Regions from separate parts of the Sus scrofa genome. Here region 1 is linked to region 2. The links are chromatin contacts, called in public Hi-C maps. All regions are on one chromosome and are shown on one strand. The core of a region is the stretch at or near the end of the contact, and the rest is flanking DNA. Distances in the headings are between cores, read along the strand shown.

The links. Hi-C and Micro-C count contacts between places; a contact is called where the count stands out from the background.
Region 1: a contact with region 2 is called in a Hi-C map of skeletal muscle, with 1.9 times the contacts expected there. The contact joins the enhancer-like site here to the promoter of MRNIP in region 2. A contact is called at or near these places in 4 of 47 Hi-C or Micro-C datasets (alveolar macrophages, embryonic fibroblasts, heart right ventricle and 1 more) and 1 of 2 datasets of contacts at active chromatin or transcription factors (alveolar macrophages).

What each region holds. Positions count from the first base shown.
Region 1 is chr2:78,848,289-78,852,224 of Sscrofa11.1, reverse strand. The region is part of intron 1 of MAML1 (mastermind-like protein 1); the gene reads left to right. Among named protein-coding and RNA genes, the nearest start is that of MAML1, 26 kb to the left of the region's middle. Within about 2 kb of position 2,439, at least 10 of the 83 cell types and tissues checked have an H3K27ac peak or open chromatin away from gene starts, as enhancers often do. A contact at or near this core is called in skeletal muscle, where this site is marked.
Region 2 is chr2:78,729,320-78,733,055 of Sscrofa11.1, reverse strand. It overlaps MRNIP (MRN complex-interacting protein), which reads right to left and starts at 2,445. Exons shown (of 6, transcript XM_013987518.2): 1 at 2,233-2,445. The coding sequence starts at 2,298.

The sequences.
Region 1 (3,936 bases), core at 1,190-3,689, 120 kb before region 2:
TCCCTCGTAACACCTTTTTCTTTCTCTGCTTTTTAGGGCTGCACCCATAGCAATGTGGAGGCTCCCAGGCTAGGGGTCAAATTGGAGCTACAGCTGCCAGCCTACACCACAGTCACAGCAACATCAGATCTGAGCTGCATCTGCAACCTACACCACAGCTCACAGCAATGCTGGATCCTTAACCCACTGAGGCCAGGGATCGAACCCACAAGCTCCTGGTTTCTAGTCAGATACCTTTCTGCTGTGCCACAACGGGAACTCCCCTAATAACACTTTTAGGTCATGTTTTTAAAGTACTTGGTGAGTTCTTTGATGATTTTTTTTTTTTTTTTTTTTTTTTTTTTGGCCACACCTGAGGCCAGTAGAAAGCTCCTGGGCCAGGGATCCAACCTGTGCCATAGCTGCAGCAATGCCAGATCCTTAACCCACTGTACCACATGGGAACTTTGCGATGGTTGTCTTTTAAGGAGCTTTTATATTTTAGTGATACATACTGAAGTATTTAGAAATGATGTGATTCGTCGGTTAACCCAGGGAGCATGGGCAGGATGTGAATAAGAACAGATGGGCTATGTGTTGTTTCAGTTGGGCAGTGGTTACATGGAGATCATATACTTTTTTTCTACTGTAGTGTACGTATGAAATTTTCCATAGTTATTATCAATTTTGTTTTTTGTTTGTTTGCAAAAGGTATTGATGAGACAGAGAAATATCAACACTAATGGGATACAGGATAATAATAAAGAATTAAAGGGGATTCCCATTGTGGCTCAGTGGTAATGAACCTGACTAGTATCTGTAGGATGTAGGTTCGATCCCTGGCCTTGCTCAGTGGGTCGGGAACCCCACATTGCTATGAGCTGTGGCATAGGTCGAAGATGCAGCTTGGATCCTGCATTGCTCTTGCTATGGCATAGGCCAATGGCTACAGCTCCAATTCAGCCCCTAGCCTGGGACCTTCCAAGTGCTGCGGGCATGGCCTTAAAAAGCAAAGAAAAAAGAAAAAGAAAAATTTTAAATTGTGGTAAAATATATGCAAAAATTTACCATCTTAACCATTTTTTAAGTGTATGGTTCAGCACGAAGTACATTGACATTGTTTGCAACCACACCATTGTCCATCTCCAGAACTCTTTCATCTTATTAAACAATAACTCTCCACATCCTCCCCTCCCCAGTCTCTGGTAACCCATTCTATTTTCTGTCTTTAATAAATCTGACTGTTTCAGATACTTCACACAATATCTGTCCTTTTGTGGCTGGCTTATTTTACTTAACAATGTCTTTAGGAGTTCCCATTGTGGCTCAGCGGTTGACAAACCCAACTAGTATCCATGAGGACATGGGTTTGATCCCTGGCCTTGCTCAGTGTGTTAAGGATCCGGCATTGCCATGAGCTGTGGCATAGGCCAGCGGCTGCAGCTCCAGTTGGACCCCTAGCCTGGGAACCTCCACATGCCACTGGAGCGGCCCCAGAAAAGGCAAAAAGACAAAAGACCAAAAAAAATAGACAAAAAAAAAAAATGCCTTCAGAGTTTATCCATATTGTAGCATGTATGCGAATTTCCTTCCTTCTTAAGGCCAAATAATATCAATATTCCATGGCCTGGGTATATACCACATTTTGTTTATCCATTTATGCACCAGCGGACCCTTGGGTTGCTTCTGCCTTTTGGCTCTCGTGGATAGTGCTACTGTGAACATGGGTGTTCAAATATCTGTTCAAGTCCTTGGTTTCATTTCTTCTGAAGATGGTATTTTTTTAGAAATTAAATTGCTGGTTAATACAGTGAAATTTTTTTTTTTTTTTTTTTGGAACCAACCATAGCAGTTGCATCATTTTACTTTCCCATAATTGTACGCAAGGGTTCCAATTTCTCTATATCCTTGCCAACACTGGCTACTTTCTGGGTTTTTGATAGTAGCCATGCTAATGGGGTTTGAGGTGGTAATGATAAAGGATTACTGTGTTAGCTGTAAATGGTTATACACATGCATATATTTAAGAGTTTTTATTTCTAGAGATAAATACTGAAGTGTTTGTGGATTAAATGATATTATGCCTAGGATTTGTTTTTTAAATTATCCAGTTTTGGGGGGGGGGTAGGTGAGGGGAAGATAAAGACTTAGGAATGAAACAAAATGGCCAAATACCAATAGTTGTTTAAGTTAAATGATGGGCATACTTGGGTTCATTATACTGTTTTCTCTAATTTTGTGTATTTTTATAAATTTTCCACTAAATCACCTTCCATTATTAACCCACTCCATCACAGTCCATTCCAGCCTTTCCTTCAGCACTCCCTGTTGTGTCTTTACACTTCAGCAGTATAAAACAACTCGTCGTTGCTGTTGACTGTGCCCCTGGGATGCAGAAGCTCCCGGGCCAGAAATCAAACCTGTGCCACAAGCAGTGAAAGCGCCAGATCCTTAACCCGCTGCACCTCAACAACTCATTTTTTTTTCTGCTTACTTCCCTCCATCTGCTGTCATTCAGTGCTCATTTGTATATCCTTGCCTTTGTCTCTCAGCCAAAGTGCCTCCTCTCTTTTCTCTTGGATGATTCCTCTGGCTCATTTAATACCTAAGTCAATGTCCCTTTCTTCAGAAAGTCTGGCATATCATCTCCACACTGTTCCCCTATCTTTCCTCCCATAGTTCTCTGGCCTGCCTTTATTGCTTTGGCATCACATCGTGGGGGTGGGGCAGGAACTATGTCTTGTTTATCATTTTATCCCCAGTGCCTAGTACTCTGCCTCCAATATAGTAAAAACCTTGTGAATGTCTGAATTCACCATTATTTTGTGCACAGCCTGTATAGGGCAATGTCTGGCATATAGTAGAATCTCCATGAATAGCACTGCGTGAACCACAAGAATATCTCCCTCTAAACAGGGCAGTAATTAGCAAGATAGCAGTATGGACATTTAAAGCTGAGTGGAACCTCAGATCATCTTACCCAGGTTCTCAAATTTATAGGGCATGAAACCAGATCCTTTGAAGGATTTCAAAGGTCACACAGCCAGTTAGTAGTAGCCTGCTTTGTTTTCAAGCACCATGCAACCTTCTGAGCCTCACGTGACTTCCTAAGTACATTTTTCTATAGCCAAGAAATGTGCCAGCTGCCTGCCAAGAACAAGAACCAGTGTATATAGCAATTTTGATTCTCAGTAAACAGTGTGAATTTTAACTTTCTACCTTATAATCATACAGGAAGAGATTACATTGTATTTAATACATATACTTGCTTTTTATTTTTTCATTATACACTTTTTTTTCATGAATTTTATTTCATTTATAGTTGTACAGTGATCATCACAACCCAATTTTGTAGCATTTCCAGGCCCGCCCCCCCCCGCCGCACAACCTGTCTCCCTTGGAAACCATAAGTTTTTTAAAGTCTGTGAGTCAGTTTTCCGTAATGCAAAGAAGGTCATCATATACTTTTTTTAGATTCCACATATAAGTGATAGCTGTGATGTTGGTGTCTCACTAACTTCACTTAGCATGATAATTCTAGGTCCGTACATGTTGCTGCAGATGCCATTATTACATTCCCTTTTGTGGCTGAGTAATATTCCATTGTGTATATGTACCACATCCTCTTTATCCACTCCTCTATCCGTGGACATTTAGGTTGCTTCCATGCTTGTCTGTTGTATATAGTGCTACAGTGAACATTGGGGTACATGGATCTTTTCAAGTCATGGTTTTCTCTGGATAGATGATGCCCTGGAGTGGGATTGCTGGATCAAATGGTAATTCTATTTTTAGTTTTCTGAGGAATCTCCATACTGTTTTCCACAGTGATTGCACCAATTTACATTCCCACCAGCAGAGAATAGTTTTCTCCACACCCTCTCCAGCATTTATTGTTTGTAGACTTTTTGATGATGGCCATTCTGGCTGGTATAAGGTGTACTTCATAATACTTTT
Region 2 (3,736 bases), core at 1,196-3,695:
AGACGCGGCTCGGATCCTGCGTTGCTGTGGCTCTGGCGTACACCGTCGGCTACAGCTCCAATTCGACCCCTAGCCTGGGAACCTCCATATGCCGCTGGAGTGGCCCAAGAAATGGCAAAAAGACAAAAAATAAATAAATAATCCCAGGAGATTTAAAAAAAAAAGAGTCCATTTATAATGGCAACAAAGAAAAAGTTATTAAGGGGCACCCAAGTTGCTTTAAGACATGGAATGAAATAACATGCTTAACATCACAAAGATGTCTAGGTTGATTCATAAAAATTAATAAGATTAATATGATCCTAAGACAAAAACCATTAGGGCTTTTGGAAAAGTACCCAAAAGGATTCTAAGGAGGACAACAGCATCTATTACAAATTTAAGTGGGCATATCCTAAGATTCTACTTCTCAGCATCTCCTTTCAAATGCCGTAAAAATATCATGTATCTTCTACAAGTACATATGCAAGGAATAAATGCATTAAAAATAATAAAAGGTCAGGAAGGACACACAATAATCAGCTAGCTCTGGGGGTCTAGGAGGAGAGAATATGGTAATAACAGGACTTTTGCAATTGGACAGGGCTGGCTCTGCCATTTATTAGATGAAGAGACCACTTGATTTTATCTGGATTTCAATATTCTCACCTCTGTACAATGAGGATACAGAATTCAGAAGCTGTTGAGGGAGTTCCTGCTGTGGCTCAGCAGGTTAAAAACCCAGCTAGTATCCATGAGGACGTGGGTGAGACCCCTGGCCTTGTTCAGTGGGTTAAAGATCCAGCATTGCCACAAGCTGTGGCGGAAGGTCACAGATTCATCTTGAGTCCAGCTTTGCTGTGGCACAGCCCTGTGTCTGCAGATCTGATGGACCCTAGCCTGCGAACTTCCGTATGCTGCAGGTGTGCCTGTAAAAAGAGAAAAAGAAAAAAGAAAAACAGTGGGAAAAGAATCGAGGTGCGAAGCAGATAAAAAATAATAAATTAAAAAAAGGTGTTGAAATTAAATCAGATGTGTGAAACTGCCTGGTACACAGCCAACTTGTAATTAAACTGTCGACCCCCCCTTTTCCCACTTGGTTTCAAATCACTTCAGAGTTGAAAATCACCATGAGAACACGCACTGTATTATATATGTGTAATAATTTAAAAGTGAAAATGACTCCCATTTATTCTCAACTTCTAGAACTGAAAAATGAAATAAGTAAAAAGTCTCTGAGTTCCCTAAAACGGCCCTTACAAAGTCACAGCAAACTTAATAGGTACATACTCAGAGCTTTACTGACTTTATTTATTTATTTATTTCTTGGTCTTTTTAGGGCTGAACCTGTGGTATATGGAGGTTCCCAGGCTAGGGGTCGAATGGGAGTATCAGCTGCCAGCCTATGCCACTGGCCACAGCAACGCCAGATCCCAACTATGTCTGCGAACTACACCGCAGCGGATTGAAATGTTGGATCCTTACCCCACTGATGGAGGCCTGGGATCGAACCCACGTCCTCATAGATACTAGTTGGGTTACCACTGAGCCACGACGGGGAACCCCCACGCATTACTGACTTTTAAACAAATATTTTGTACGTAGTCTGATGCTATCCTTTTTCAGGGCACAGAGCAGCAGATAACTAGGAGGAGAAGGGGACTACCACAGCCGATACACTGACAAGCGTGACAGCATCAAGCAGGGAGAGACAGAACACGATCCAAGAAAGAACAAGTGACATCCCCTATCTTAGGTTTTCAATCAGGGAAGCAATGCATTTTACAAACTTCGATTATCCCTCACCACATAGATAGAGACGAGGGCAAAGGGAAAGAATGCCAGCAGGGGTAAATACAATAAAATTCCCTTTATTTAAATTAGGAAAGGGCCACTTTGGGTGCTAGGCTCTGCATAAAGGAGGCTAGCTTCTATCTGTAACCAGGTGTGCCCTGCTAAAGCTCATGAGGCCGCCTCCGCAGAAAACTTTACGACTGGTTTCTGCCAATTTTTACAAGCCAGCAAAACCCGAAAAAAAACCCAGAACATTATGGAGAAGGGACATCCCTAAAATCTAGTTCTCAGGACAGACGCTGTCACAGGTCACGACCCCAGGCACAACCCGCAAGCGCCCGAGACAATGCCCATGCCTGGGGACAGGGCGCGGGGAAGACGTCCAGCCCCCCGCGGCCCCACCTCATCCTGCCCGCTGTCCCCGACCTCGGAGGAGCGGGAGGCTGGAGCCCATCCCACCTGGTGCGCCTGGAAAAGCAGGCAGTGGCAGCATCGCAAAACCCGAGCCTGCTGTGGAGGCGCCATGGCGACTGCTGGCCGGCGCGCGCGCTCTGTCCGCCTGTCCGCCCTGGCTCCGCCCACTTCTTGCGCCCGGGCCCCTCCAGCCTCAGGCTCCGCCCCTTTATGCGCTCCCGCCCTGCGTTTCCCGCCCACACTGCTCTGCCCGGTTCTGCGGCCTTGGGCTTCTCTACCCCCAGGTGTTTCTCCACGTTCGGGTTGGTCCGCAGTCGACTTCAGGCTACTGGGGTCTTCTCTCTGCTACCCAGTCAGGCGTTGTTTGGAGTTTGCGTCAGTCAGGTCCACCGGTTCTCGTGAGCCAGTTCCCAGCTTTATTTAAAGGAGCGTTTTAAAGTTGCAAGGTTGGGGGAGTTCCTGTTGAGACGCAGCGGAAACGAATCCGACTAGTTCGTGGGTTGGGGTTCGATCCCTGGCCTCGCCCAGGAGGTTGGGCATCCGGCATTGCTGTGGCTGTGGTGTAGGCCAGCAGTTCGGGTACAGCAGCTCGCTAGTACTCCAGTAGGTGTAGCTCAGATTAGACCCCTAGCCTGGGAACTTCCATATGTCGCAGGTGTGGCCCTAAGAAAACCGGAAAAAAAAAAAGTTGCAACGTTGGGGTCTCTAGCTGCCGCTCCAGGTCGGCCCTTTGTTGGCACCGTTTCTTCTGCTTCTCTTAGCCTGAGAGAGGGAGCTGGAGGGTGCCGCCCTACTCCAGCTCACTTCTTGGGGCCAAAGTTGGGATATGCAGGACCGCTGGTCAGAGGTGGTCCAGTTAAACTTTGAGCTGCAGCACCAAGAATCCTGGGAAAATAAACAGTTCACCAGACCTATGCTTCTCAGAGAGGGAACCGGAGACGCCTGGCGGTTGAAAATGAAATCAGTCTTCTGACACCTGGCGGTTGAAAATGAAATCAGTCCCCCGTTACCGTCCAGGGTTCTTGGATTCCTTACTCAGTAGAAATTGATAAAGAGGCCAGATAAGAAATTCAGACAAGGCGTTATTGGGACTCATGCTGCGGCAAGGGGGAGTGAAAACAATAACGGATTCCTTTGCTTACTTCTGGGGTATTGGTGCTCAGCGTGGGATCTGGTTGCCTAAGTGACCTGAGGGTAAGGACAGGTCCAGCAGTCAAGCTGGCAGGGTGGCTTGGGTGGTCTGTCCACCCCCCTAGTGGTGCAGTGGGCAGGGATTATGCACAATACTCTGCTTTTGCTCCCCACCCCTCAGGAGTGAAAGCTGAGTTTTTGGTCTTTTTCTTGTGTCTTGTTCATAATTTGCCCCAACTGTGTATGCACACAGCTATTTTTAGTCCCTTAGAGTTTCTTTGTATTTTGTTGCTGGAGGAGAGGTTTGTCCAGGTGCAAGTACTACCCCAAAGGGGCCCAGGTCCCAGGCTGTCTCACTTCCTGCAGCCCTGAGAAAGCTCTGCTCTGAAAGGTGGAGGCCAAGTCCTGCTCTGGGCAG